Regions from separate parts of the Anas platyrhynchos genome. Here region 1 is linked to region 2. Evidence: chromatin contacts called from public Hi-C data. All regions are on one chromosome and are shown on one strand. Each heading gives the region's core, a stretch centred on a gene start, on an enhancer-like site or on the middle of the called end of the contact. The rest is flanking DNA. Distances are from core to core; before and after follow the strand shown. Region 1 has its middle 76 kb from the start of NRIP1. Region 2 holds the start of NRIP1 (nuclear receptor interacting protein 1).

What was found. A called contact is a pair of places that touch in the nucleus more often than the background predicts.
Region 1: a contact with region 2 is called in a Hi-C map of small yellow follicle, with 2.8 times the contacts expected there. The contact joins the enhancer-like site here to the promoter of NRIP1 in region 2. A contact is called at or near these places in 2 of 8 Hi-C or Micro-C datasets (skeletal muscle and small yellow follicle).

What each region holds. Positions count from the first base shown.
Region 1 is chr1:103,597,978-103,605,325 of IASCAAS_PekinDuck_T2T, forward strand. No RefSeq gene overlaps it. Among named protein-coding and RNA genes, the nearest start is that of NRIP1, 76 kb to the left of the region's middle. Within about 2 kb of position 5,649, at least 1 of the 8 cell types and tissues checked has an H3K27ac peak or open chromatin away from gene starts, as enhancers often do.
Region 2 is chr1:103,524,020-103,530,597 of IASCAAS_PekinDuck_T2T, forward strand. It overlaps NRIP1 (nuclear receptor interacting protein 1), which reads right to left and starts at 1,863. Exons shown (of 5, transcript XR_005269054.2): 1 at 1,583-1,863.

The DNA.
Region 1 (7,348 bases), core at 4,399-6,898, 78 kb after region 2:
AAAAAGCAAGCCTGCTCTCCTTAGGCTCAAATATGCTATGTGTTGTTTGCATCTCTCTCAGGAAATATTTAAAGAGTTTGAAAAAGAAAAGGCTGAAAATAATTGGTTCAGAATGGTACTTCTGTTGAACTGATTCTCAGTTCAACAGAAGTGACAAATGAGAATCAGTTCAACAGAAGTGACAGACTCTGATCTTGGAAAGATTATTGCTGTCTGTTGGCCACTTGTAGCATCCCTCATTTACAGGTTGCTCAACTTCCAAACAACCATGTAAAGCTTTGCACCCTGAGGCCTCTCACACCCAATGCACCAGTGTGCAGCTGCAGTCCTCTCCTCAAACACCTCTTAACAGCTCTCAGGGAAAACTGGGTAGGCCAGGGTGCCTGCTCATCCTTTCAACCTGGGTTGATATTTTCCTGTAGTCCCACCTCTGCTGGCCCAGGCTTCTCTTGTCTCTGCTGGATAATTGGATAGTATTCTCCTGTGCTTTCTGTTCTCTGCCTAAACAACATTTTGCATGATGGCATCCTGATCCATAAAAGTGACTGCAGGAAATCAAATATCACAAATAAATAAATAAATATATAAGAAACTTTAAAGGTAAATAGTCTTGTTGAAGGCAACATATAAGAGCAAATCATACGTTAGTCTCTGTTACAGAATGCCTTGGCATAGAATGGAGCTGCATGATGCTGGCTAACACCAGCATGCTCCTGGCTAACACCAGGAGCTTGTCATCTCCACAGGGGTGATCTCTTCCTTCCTTAGCTTCCATCTTATGTATTCCAACACACAAGCCCCGGTTCCAGGCAACATTTTCACCCCCCAGGTGTTCTGGTTCACGTGAGGCACTTCCTAAGACAGCCCCATGGAAACATCATTGCTCCTGATGCCGCTCCTCCACGGGCCAGCTCTGGTAGTACCACAGCCATGTTCCTTAGGCTCACCCGGGGTACCTACTTAAATTATAGATCTTGAATACCGCTGGCTCTCTTCCAAATCTCTGATCTAGTAGCTGTTTTTAATGATAAATTACATATGTTTAATAGCTCAGCTATTTTGTTTAGCTCCTTCAGAACTTTGAGATGAATAGGCTCTAGTCTCGGTGATTTATTGCAATTTAATTTGTCAAGTTGTTTCAGCACTTTTTCTTGCACTCCTCTGACAGCAGTTCACCTTCACAAGCCAAAGATAGGTATTTCCTCATTCTCATCATAGTGAGGACCCCCACAAAATCTATTTTGCGAGGTCTTTCTCCTCTCCCGACCTCATTTTCTCCTTCTCCACAGATTAAATTTGGGGATTTTCCTGTGGGTGTCCTATGCTCAAATCCTTTACCTCCACAATTATGTCATACAATCCTTTTCATAAGCTGATTGATCACTAGTTTAATAGAAGATACAATTTTGGCCTGGATTTTTCCAGAATCTCTCTGCTCTACATTCAAGTATCTTCTTTTGATTTCCAGCCTACTCGTGACTGTTCTCTTTCCCTGATCATTGTCTGCATCTGTTTCATCTGAAGTAATCTTTCCTGAACACGGATGATCAGATGCCCAGAATGCCGAGTGATGTTTTCACGTTCCTTTCTTTCTGGCTGCCCAGCCCAGCCTTCATTTGTGTTTCTGCCTTTCATGGCTGAGTTATATAAGGGCTTAGTATTTATGCAGAAAGAATAACTGTACCAGAGTCTGTAGGGTACTCGGCTGGTTTCCACTTGAAAGTTCCCAATTTATAAGATTTCTGCTACTTGTCCCTGAGCATGTGCCCTTGCAATTGGTATAATTGAATTTAATCCAATTTCAATTACTCCATTTGTCATTTATTTCTTTCCATGTGATATCCTAATAGTCCTCTATATTAACACTACCTCGACGTTAACATTGTGATCAGCACATTTCATTTGTGCATTCCTATCATTGTGCCAATACCCTTAAAGAAAGATTGGTTGGTTTCAAGACTTTTCCTTGCACCATTTTCCAGCATCCTCACACTTCCCAAATGCTATTTAGGAAGATCCTTAACTATATACAAAATGTTTCTCCTAACACTAGCTTTATTTATTTTAATTTATTGTATGGCAACATATGAAATTCATCATTAAAATCTACATAGATTAGTTTTATTGTATTTTACTTGTCTAAGTATCTACTCAATTCATCAGAGAGATGTCAGAGTTGCTTCACATGACCTGCATTTGGGACATCAATTTTCCTCCCCTACTTGTAATTACTTTCATGTCCCTCTACTTCTAAGACAAAAACAAACAAACAAACAAAACATCAAACCTGGCAAATTGTTGAGGTAATAATAATGCATCTAATTCTGTAGTACTGTCAACAACTCATTAGATTTATTTTTAAGAAGTCTTACTAGATGAGTTATTCCCTGTGCTTGATTTTTCTTCAGCATCTGGCATTTTTCACAACTCTATGTGGTTTTAAAGTAGCTTTTGGTCTCTGCAGAGCTGTTCTGACCAAAGAAACTCTGCAAAAGTTTTTTACCACTTTGCAAAGAACAAACGTGTATCGTGTTAATATAGGCTGCATCTGTTTTCCTCTCAGTTTCCTAATTCTTCTGTTTTATTGGTCTAGGATATACTGGCTTTAGTGTGACGGTACTATACATGTAAACTTCCTAAGCGTTGTCCAGGGTTAATTATCCTGTATGTGGATTCCTGCATTTTTCTGAAGAAAACATTCCTAGTTTAAATACCTCCAAGTGTACTGTCATTTTGGGGAACACTTTCCCCAGCAGGACATTCAGTTTGCAGATGACCATCACCAGAAAGTCTTGGGGCCCGATGGAAAAATTACACTGAGCGTCTAAGTAAACAAAAGGCACTCCCAACCTCCTGCAAGGTCAACAGAGTTTTAATTACAAAATGGAAGAGGTGAATCAGTTGGGTGTCACTTGACCGGGGAATATTCTGAGTGACTGAATCTATGTCACACGAGGTGACAACAGGTAATAGGTGTGAAGTGCCCTGGCAGCTGGGAGACATTTCCTACAGGAGCAGATTAGTGACCAAACAGCTAAATGGGTCACGGAATGAAGGGTGATGGACTGGAGGGCAAATGGAGAGCAAGGATAATCTGCGGGTCTTTTGCTAGGAATAGGATATGAACCATGCCAATTGCATCACCAGTGCATTGAAGTGTGATACTCACTTCCTGAATAAACTTCCTGAAGTTGTTTCCTTTTAAATGGAAATTGTTGAGATTTCTTAAACTAACACACTTTGAAAAAGCTTCTTAGGATGTCTCCCCCCTATTTTTCCTACGTTAAAGATTGTATTCTTGGCATCTTTTGGGGAAATACATCTTTAGATCATACTGCGCATTCAGAAGTTGTGGAATTTTTGTTTTTATTGAATGTAACCACTATTTAGGTAATAGAAATCGGGGAACTTGAAGAGAAATGCAAAAGTGGATCTTTTTGTTAAAAAGCATCCATTAAAGCAATATAAAAAACTACCAGTTAGGTCAACTTTGAATGCTGTGTTGTGCAAATAACTCTCTGAGGTCAAAGTATTTTTGCAAAATCCACACACACACAGTGATCTTGGTCACAATGCAAATGCCTGTCTTAGGTTTAAAAAATGATCATTCTTTTAGACAAGCATCACTGCGTGTCCCAGCTGTATGATGTGGGACTGAATGCATGTTTTAATTTTCACACGACTGAAGCCTTCATGAGGTACCTTTGGAACAGCAGAGGTGTCCATTGAGTTTTTCCTGTCTATCAGGAAGCATGAGGCATTGCATAAGATCTAGCCTGAGATCCATTGCAAGGCATAAAGTCCTCATCCTTCCTTTTCCAGTTGCCACCTACTAGTGACATCTCAGAGCAGTGCTAGTGTCTAGACTTCCTCCCTATTCCTTTCCCATGTGAGCATATATACCCTATCCTGGCCTGAGAGGTGCAGTTTTCCTACTACCATGCTGGCTTCTGAACTGAACCTACAATAAGCGAGCAACAGATGAGAAAACATTTTATTTACTTACCCATAAGGGGTAGATATGCCGTGATATATCAGAGAGATGTCACAAAATGTCATATTCCTGGTCATTCCACTGTGCTATAACCTCTGCCTATTCCCTGATTGCGTCAGGCACATGGATATAACTAGTCAGAAACACCAAAAGTCTGAAGCCTCTGGACCATGAGATTCTACAGAGGTGCTGTAGTGCTATGCCAGAGGAACACATTAGATACTCACAGAAAGCTGGAGCTAGCTGTGTGAGCCCTGCTTAATGCCCGGGATGGGGCAGAATTTCATCTGCTCCAGGTGTGCTGATGGCTCAGGTGGCTGAAATGGCTACCCTTAGGTTGGCAAGGGGTTGCTGCCTGTCCTTTGTCCCCTTGCAGCACCAGGACTGCCAGGAAGGGGAGATGCACAGTCTGGTGAGTGCTCTGCAGTGCAGAATCCACTTCCCTGGCTCCTGTTGGTATGTGCCCTTATTTAGTGTGTAATTGTAAGCGTGCTCTCACCAACCTCCACACAGGGGATGGTTTACTTCAAACAGAGTGTTGCTCTCCCTTGCATCCAGGCAGATTTTGGAAAGGAAGTCTCTGTTGTGTAAGTTATTATCCAGATGCCAACAAGGAGACAGAAGAAATGAGCCACCAACAGAAGCGTAACACAGACACACAAGGCCATCTCTTACATAAACCTTTCCAATGACAAACCCTTTCCTACACCATTACTGGACAGTGTTTATATTCCAGCCTTGGAAAATAAATCTTGTGTCAAGAAATAGGAAATAGTTTAACACTTTAGTAGTGCTATCATAATGAATTAATTTGATATTCATGGGAATACCACATGTGCTTTCATAGGTGTTCTACTACCATTTCACTTTCACTAATGGGCACTTAAGTCGTACTGATTTTTCCCCAAAGCCACATAATGATCTATAATATTCCTGAATAATTGCACGTTAAGTGGAAGTTAACAGGGTTGACTACTCCCAGAAATATGTCAAAATATTTTTACTATTTTAAGTAGTAATTTGAATATTAACAAGATCTACCAATACTTTTAAATATGCAGAAAAGTTTTAAAAATGAAAGTTCTGGAATATCTTTTGAAGGTTAAAAAGCCCTCAAATGTTTTTTGCTGAATAATTTTTGTAGCCATCTGTAGAGTAGAAGAATTGCTAAATTGTGTTAAAGAGAAAAAAAAAAAAAAAAAAAAAAAAGAAGAGAAAATCATGCATGAGCTCAAGTGGTCCAAAAAAAATTAATTATTTAATAGTAGCTAACACTTCACAGCCTTGTTTATACCACTGCTTGAAAATAAATCTTGGTTGCAGGCATTTTAAAAGCAGGATGGCATATGCACTTTATGGGGAAAAATAATTTAGAAAATCAGTCTCCTTTCCTAACGGATAAACTTTGCTGCATTTCTCCATAGCAGTTAGGCTAGAGAGATAGCCTTGTATCTACAGGTTGGTTCTATTGCAGGTCTAGAGTGAGTGCCTCTTGCAAGGAGGTGGTGGTGTGCAAGAAGGCTCCAGCTTTCTATGCAAAGCATGTAATGAGGCAGCTTGGAGCTGGACCCTGATGCAGTGTAGGGCAGACTCCCTCCACAGAGCAGCCACCAGCAGCTTGATCCTCTTTTGGGGACCACATATGAAATACCAGATGGGGGAACGTCCACTGCACAGGCTCTGCCCAGGATCTCACAGAAACACCTCTTGGAGTGGCCATGTGTAGAAGCAAGCATACCTGGAGTGCCCAAGAGGGGCTCCATGGGGCATGTGTGGTGTGTCCCACCTGCTTTTGGGTGCAGCAAAGCAGTGAGCAGGGGTGAGGCATGGGTGGAGAGGTTGTGTTGTGAGAGGCAGATGGAAATGATCTTATGTGAGGCAAATTGCAGCAGGTACGTTTTGCCCTCGGGCAGGAGCTTTGCTTCTACTTACCCCTTGCACACTGGTCAAAGTGGTGTCACCAGGGAGAGCACAGAGAAGCTGCCGTAGCTCTGTCCTTGAGTGAACCCCAAGTGCTTGATCAGACTTTGAGCATGAATGAGTCGAGAGTCACCCTGTCGTGCTCACATTAATGAAAAGGGGGAGGTCCAGGAACAGGACAGGGTAGAAGAAGTGGAGCAGGACATCTGTGTCCTCAGGAGGTTCCTGTGGTTCCAGAAGGAACCACTAAAGTATGCAAGACTCCTTTAATTAAAGGATTTACTTGCAGTCCCAGAAATTAAATTATAAGCTTTGTTGTGCCTGATTGGGTGGCTGCTCTTCAGTCACAGCACATACTCTTGAATGTACAGAGAAATTTCTAAGTGCAAATCTCAATACAAACCAAACTGTTGTGGCATTCCAGTAGTAGAATACGAGGCAGTATTTAAGAAACATCTAGTTTTTATCTAATTAAATATTATATGAAATGAGGGCGCAAGCCTTGCTCACACACTTACGAAACAACCATGGCTGCACTGATGGACGGGGAAACGTGCCTGCCAATGCCTGGGGAACGAAGACTTGCACGGTGAGGCACGCGAGGCCAGCAGGTGAGGAGGCTGGGAGAGCTCTGTGTGTCGCTGAGCTTCCTGGCTGGCAGAGGATGTGGAGCAGACGGCATCATCACAAAGCACACCGCAACCCTCAAGGGCTCGGCGTGATCAAAGGGGAGCGCTGCAGGAGGCTGACAGTTATTCCGGCGGTTGCCTTGCATTTCCTTCTGCATTGCATTAACTTTGGATCCAGGCAAGCAGCAGCTCTTCCCTCCTACAACATCCTTTATGATACAAATGCTGCCTCCCTTCTGAAGCACAGCATTTAAAATGTATGCATCCAATCCACCCCATCTGACAAACTCACATCTCCTTCTTCCTCTCCTGGAGCGCTCTGGACCTCAAAGTATATTTACTCTCCAGAAGGCTAATTAACCCCTTCCTGCTTATAGCCATGTTTTGGAGGAAACTCCAAGTTTGAGACATCAGTGGTTATGAGTGAGAAATGTTTTCAAGTAGAAGTTCCCTACCAGCTCTAATTCAAAGCCTACATTGCAACCAAACCTGTGCAGGCGCATTCAGAGGGAGTCTTGTAAGTAGCTGATATAATCAAACAGCATAACATACATATCCCCCGAAAAACGGAAAGGTACAACTCTGAGCCGGGATCTATGTTGGATTTTGCCCCACTCTCCCAGCAGAGGCCACAGGGTGGGCTGGGTACACTGCAGTTCCTGCTGTGTGAATTAAAGGCTGGCAAATCAAACTGACATGAGTGGCAGCTTAAGTTGACCTGCTGGGTTATGAACTCTGGTGGTGGAGGTGCAGACATGATTACTGTTCACCTGTGCTAGCTAGTGATGGTGGCAGTAGTCTCTGG
Region 2 (6,578 bases), core at 613-3,112:
ACCACAAGTTTGGGAAGACAAATGCCCCAGACAGCAGAAGTCACAGATCTGCCCAAGCACAGCCCTGAACGAGAACTTTTGCTCTCCGAGACGTCCGCTCTGGTCGCCCGTACAACAACAATTACTCAGATGCCATTAGATCAGATTTAAACCACAAAATACTCCCAGCTCAGAAAGCCTGTGTCATACGGCTTCTTAATGTGTCACTTTCTAGCGTGTTCAGCCAGGCCCACAAGCAACGCTTCAGGTTGGACTATTAAAGGTTTCCAGCTCTCGCTCAGGGATACTCCACCTTTCCTCCCTATGGCTCTTTGTAGGCTAGATCTGCACGCTTTTTTAAGTAAAGCTCTGTAACATCTCTAAACATTTATCGTGCCATGACTCAGTTAAATTCTGATCAGCCAAGGAGCTCCCAGGCACCGCAGGCAGGTCCCCCTAGACGAAACGCAGAGCGGTACGGTCTCCAGACTACAGAAAGACCATGCAAAAGGGGCCAACTTCCACTTCAGCTCTCCTAACACCAGCACGCTGCCAAAGCCAGACATTCCCCCGTTTTCTCCACACTTTCAACACGCGTCAGGCATTTCAGCTCGAGTCTCCTTTCAGTTAAAACGCTGTGGATCGGAATCCACGAGAAGACAAGCAAGGCACAAAGCGGGTGCAGCAGGGGCACGGCGCTGCCCCTCGTTTTGCCCACGCTCTGCCCCCGCGTCTCCTCGGGCTCCCCTCTGCTCCCAGTTAATCACCGAGCGGCACTCGCACAGCACGGCCGCCTCCAGCACCTTCCGCAGGGAGACGGCGCGGGGGGGGGGGGGGGAGGCAGAAATCACCTTTAAAGGGCTTCGGGGACAGGAAAACACGCCAGGAAAAGTAACCTTTAGTCTAGAAGGGAAACAGCGACGTCCCCGCGGGGCCGGCGCGGCGGCGATGAGGCGGCATCTGCGGGGGCACCCGCGGCCGCCCCGACCGGCGGCCAGGGGAAAGGGGGCGGGGGGCGCCCGCAGGTGGGGCTGGGACCGAGAGGGAGGGAGGGAGAAAGGGAGGGAGAAAGGGAGGCAGCAGCCGGCCTCGGCGCTGCCCCGGGCGGAGCTTCGCCGACCCTGGCCTCGACCCCGGAGGTCTCCCCCCAGCCAGCGCTCGGGCTGTAAAAGCCGGGGTCCCCCCCTCGCTCCCACGCCGCCCCCAAGCCCCCCAAACTTCCAGCTGGCCCCGTACGGGGGGGTCCCCCCCCGGAAGCCGTCCCCGCCGCGGCCACCCCTCGCCGGGCTCACCCCGGCATTGTTCGCTCCCCGCCGCCGCCCGGCAGCGCTGCACGGACAGACACGCGGACGGACGGACAGACAGACGGACGGACGGACACCAGCACCCTCCCCCCTTGCACACGCAGCGCCTCCCGCCCCGCGGCGGCTCCTCCCGAGCGCTGCCCGCCGGCCTCCCCCCCCCCGCCTCCGCCGCACGGCCGCGGCTCCCGGCCTCCCCCAGCGCCCAGCCCGGCTCCGCGGGGACCCCGAGCCGGGGACGGCGCCGAGCCGAGCCCAGCCGAGCCGCGCCGCCCCGCTGCCCCCCGACCCCCCGCACGTACGCGGCGAGCCGAGCCCGGCGCGGCGCCGCTCCCCTGCGCGGTTCGGGGCCCTGCTGCAATGCCTGCGAGGCTGACTTTCAAAGCCTAACCCGCAGCCGCGATCCTCCCCGCCTTCCACCTCGCCCGGCGCGGCGCAGCCCGGCTCCTCCTCCTCCTCCTCCCCCCTCCCGCGCCATTCATCTCTTCAGCCAAGTTTCTTAACCCTTCTCTCACCCCGCCCGCGGCCGGCACGGAGGGAGGCCGGCAGGGATGGAGGCTGCCCCCCCGCCCTGCCCTGCCCTGCCCGGCCCTGCCCTGCCCGGCCCCGCAGCCCCCGGCCGCCACCGTGGGAGCGGGGAGTATCGGGGAAGGGGCTTCCCGCGGTTACCGCTTCTTGCCGGCTCAGCGCGGGCATTTTCCACCTTTCCTCCCAAAAGCATCAGCTGGAAACTTTGTTTTTTCTTTTTTTTTTTTTTTTCTTTTTTTTTTCTTTCTTCTTCCCAACCTCCCGCCCCCCCCCCTCGCTCGGAGCCTCCCGCGGCCCGCCCGGCACCTGCGGCGGCGGCTCCCGGACGAGCCGGGGGCGGAGCGGGCCCGGCCTCCCCCCCCCCCCCCGCCGGGCTCCGAGCCTCCCCCGGCCGCCCCCCCGCGGCCCTGCCCTCGCGGCCTGCGGCGCCCCGAGCGCGGCCTCTCCTGCTCCGGCCGGGGGGGGGGGGGCTCGGCTGGGGGCCGGGATGTGCCACGGGGGAGGCAGCAGCTGCCCGCACCCCCCCCCCCAGAAAAAAGGGCGGATTTGGGGAGCCGGGGCTGGTGGCCCCGTGTCAGTAACCAAGGAACGGGCGGCACGGGACAGAGGCTCCGAGCAGAGGCGGCCTCCATCTTGGTGGGTGGCAGCCACGGCGGCCTGGAGGCAGCCTCAGCTGGGGGGGCTGCACCGGGGCTGCTCTGCCGCCGGGCTCCGTGCCCGCCGAGGAGGGGTGGGAGAGCCCCGAGACACGCAGCCGGCTTGGCTGCTGAGGCTAGACTGCAAAAAAAGTGCGTGACCCCAGCCACATCACCCATGTGCCTCCGCAGTGCCCGTGTTTAGAACAAGCCTCGACGCTTGGCGTGTTGTTTGACATGGAGACACATCACGATACTTTGTTTCTCTTAGAAGTTGAAGACTGGAAAAGGAGAAGCAAATTTGTTTACGAATCGGCTATGAACTGTGCGATAGTATCTGTGTCAACATATGCCAGTATTTTAGTTCTAAAACTAACATAAAATAATTACAAGTGGTACACTCAAACATCTTTTCAGGAAAAAATAAATAAATAAATAAAAATACCGTTAAAGAATGTATGAATTTCCACTTTAAAGAAAGCAAAAGGGAGTCGTGCTTGTGAAAAGCCAAGTGCTTTAGCTTACAGATATCATGACTGAAAGTAGATGTAGGAATGTGAAGCAAAACCTCTTTTGCTTTGGAATGCACGGATTGTGTACAGGCTTACAGCGGAGCGAGTAATGCACTACTTGACCTATTTTTTGTAAGCCAATGAAAGATTTAGGTTAACTTCATCATCATGTGTTTTTAACCACTTTTTTCCAGAAAAGCAGCAGCATTTTCTAAAGCTGCTGCGTGTCACATTATATATACATGACAGTCTCTTTTTCTTTGAGGGAATGTCTCACAACATAGCCCGATCGTGCTTCCGGTAAAACAATGAGTTTTGCTCTTCATTTCCATAGTAGCATCATTAGCACATTCTCATAGTAAATAAATGATCTTTAATTTTTCTTTTTTTTTTTTTTTATTTGAATTGTCTAGGAGAAAGGAAATATTCTCATTACTGCAGCAGTTTAGCTGCTATTTCAATCAAGAATGTCTGTAGTAGAGACCTCTTTCATTCTTAACCTTAGGGAATTTATTGTGTAGACGAGAGACCTACAAAACGAGGAATCTTGAACAGGCAATGGAAAAAATCTTCATGAAATACTTGTTAAAATGCGTTTTGTTAGATAAAATATAGTTGGCTGAGGAAACAAGTTCTATATGATACAATCAACTGAGATTGTATCAAACAATGCTATATATTGATTTAGCAGATTATTTCCAACCCTTAATATTCATATCACACCAAATTTTGCCCATTACAGTTACCCAAAGTATGAGAATCAAAACAAGTTAGGAAATAAATTTTCTGTACAAGTGAAGAAAATACTGCAGCACACAATGCTTCTCTCAAGAAGTATCAAAGTGCTGATGTGTATTTGTTGGCTCTTTCTCTGTAGTCTTCAACCAAACTTTAATGCACACTCACTCTCCAAGCATAAAAGATGCACGTCTACCAATGCACCTACCTATCCACTACCTGGGGGTGGTGCCTATAACTTCTCTTCGCTATAGACGTCACAGAAGGAGACATCCTTTCAATTCTTCAAGGGAAATTCTTTATTATAAGATCATCTATAAATTGAAGGCCAATTATGACAGGAAAACATACTGGGTTTGGATTGGTCTTGGAATAATTTTATATTTATAGGGTTTATGTTAGAAATCAATCCTAGAATTGCAAGCCTGTAGCTCTCTCACCATGTTTTTTTTAGTCATAAATTCACATTTGGTAATAACAGTGAACCAATTATTTTTATATTTATAAATATATGTAATAATACACATACATGTGCACTCGCACACACTTTACAGTTGCTAACCATCAATCAATCTCAAGACAGAAAGCCATGCTTTTGATCTACTAGGAATTCTGGCAAAATCAAAATGCAATTGTAATTATTACATTCTTGCAGTTCTAAAATCAATCCTTGTGACTGTTTTAAAAATTGTTAAATAAAAATGTTGACTTACCCCCAAATTTTCCTTTGATTGCCTTGGTGGCTACAATAACGCATTTAAAATGATGAACAACATTACAGTTCCAGTAATGAAACATTGTCTTTATCTTATCTTGCTAAAAATAAAGCATAGGTCTGTGCCATGCAGTAACAAGAAATATATTATTTTCAAAAAGAAAATAAAAATGCTATTACATGATTCCCAAACATTTTTATGCTAATGCTAATTATATAATCTTTAAATTGCATAAAGTGTTTTTAAGAGCTTAGCTGAACTACAATTGCTTTTATTTTGATTTTCTTTTCTCAGCCTCTCAAAAAACTAACGGCTCTGAAACTACCTTTTTCAATCAAAATAATTAAGGCCTTGCTTTATGACATCCAATCATGATGTGAAAGGCTTGGAACACGGTTGAAAAGCTAGCTAGCTTTACTGAAATTCATTTACAGACAAAGTCTTACTCTAAAAATACTATGCCAGACTTACATAGACCAATAATGAAATTCCATCCTTGACTCAGCCTAGTTCAATTCACATAATATGTCAGATTACCCACTGTTTGGAAGGTACCTTCACAGAGCATTAAATCACCTAATATTCCAGAGTTTATGTAGGCACACAAAATAATAACAGTAAAAAAAAAAAAAAGTACACAAAATCATCACTATTCGATAACTGACTTCAAAGGAGGTTTGCCTAAATAAGTGTTAGTTGTAACTTCCTCCTCTGTCTGAACAGTGTTCAGGCATGAATCAGTAGTAGGAAAAGTCTCCCTTTTTTCAGTGGTACTATCTAGGAGAAACTGAAATGAGTGGGAACCGTATTGTGGGAACCGTATCAGAGGAAAAACTGGAACAGAGTGATGGCTTCTATAGGGCATACTATATAGCACATGTCCCATTTTGTTCAGCAGTAAGTCTGCTGCCAGGGGAGGTGGAATTTAGTTACATGTAAAAGAAAAAATAATGTACTCTTCATAAAAACGAAAGACATCAAACGTGAGTATGCTGTATCAAAAAGTTAATTTATCTATATTTAAAATGATAAGTTTATCAGCATGCTTACATAATTCATATAATTTCCTCCCGGAGTTGTTTTCTGTTTTTTTTTGTTTTTTTTTTTTGTTTGTTTGTTTTTTTGTTTGCTTGTTTTTTGTTTTTAATTACACCGTTTAGTAATGTTTTTGCAAGTACTTTGAAGCAGGTCATTTCACTTAGTCACCCTTAGCACCTCAAGTTCTTTTTGTTCTTTCTGTGTTGTTTAAAAGTAGACTTCAGATCATGACTATTTGATCTAAGAGTAATAAGCAAAGTACCAGATGCTAGAGTCTTTCCAATTACAAAACATTTAAAGACAGCTGTAACATATAAGCTCTCATGAAGGAGTCATATGCTTGCAGCATCTGGTTAGTTTCGGCCATGCCTCTAGCGTACCGTATCTGTTCTGAGGCATGAACTAGGGTTAGGCTTACTTTCCCATATGCATTTCTTGTGCATGTCTGTGTGCATTTTTCGACAGTACACAGGAACCGACACTTTGGGGCTTATATTTTCTGGCAGGAAATAAACACTACTTTCAGCCCCTGTAACACCTTTCATGGAAGAATCAAAGTGGTGTACGTTAAGTTGATGTGGCTACTTTACAGTAATTGTTAGCATTTTACCAGAATAAAAGACTTGTGTTTTTAGCCAGAAGAACACATCCTGTACTTGTGAATTTTCTGCAATTTCATCCCACTCGCACAATGAAAAACACACTTTTGAGAATGTTCCTTTGATGAGTCACTCATTACTGATAGCATGAAGGCATGTCCAGAAAATGGGTAGCCTTGCCTAGAGTTACCACTTCCAAACTCACACAAGGAAGTACCAGGAGAGCAGGTGTAACAGTCAGTGTGAAAATACTCATACTACTTGTGGGTCAACGACTTTGCAAAGATAACATTTGAGAACGATATGTGTGTAGCTGAAACCATTCTGACCATACAGGTCCCTTCAGACTTCATGTTCCTGCTTCTCTCTCCTCCTTTCTTTGACAAACATGTTCCTAATGTCAGCAATAAAGAATTGAATAATAACTGAAGCATCTTGCCTTTTCTGAGGCTCAGCATTTAGAAGCTACTGTCAGTACAATATTGTTGTCACCAGCACCATTTTTCTGGCCAGCTATCACAAAATCTGGATA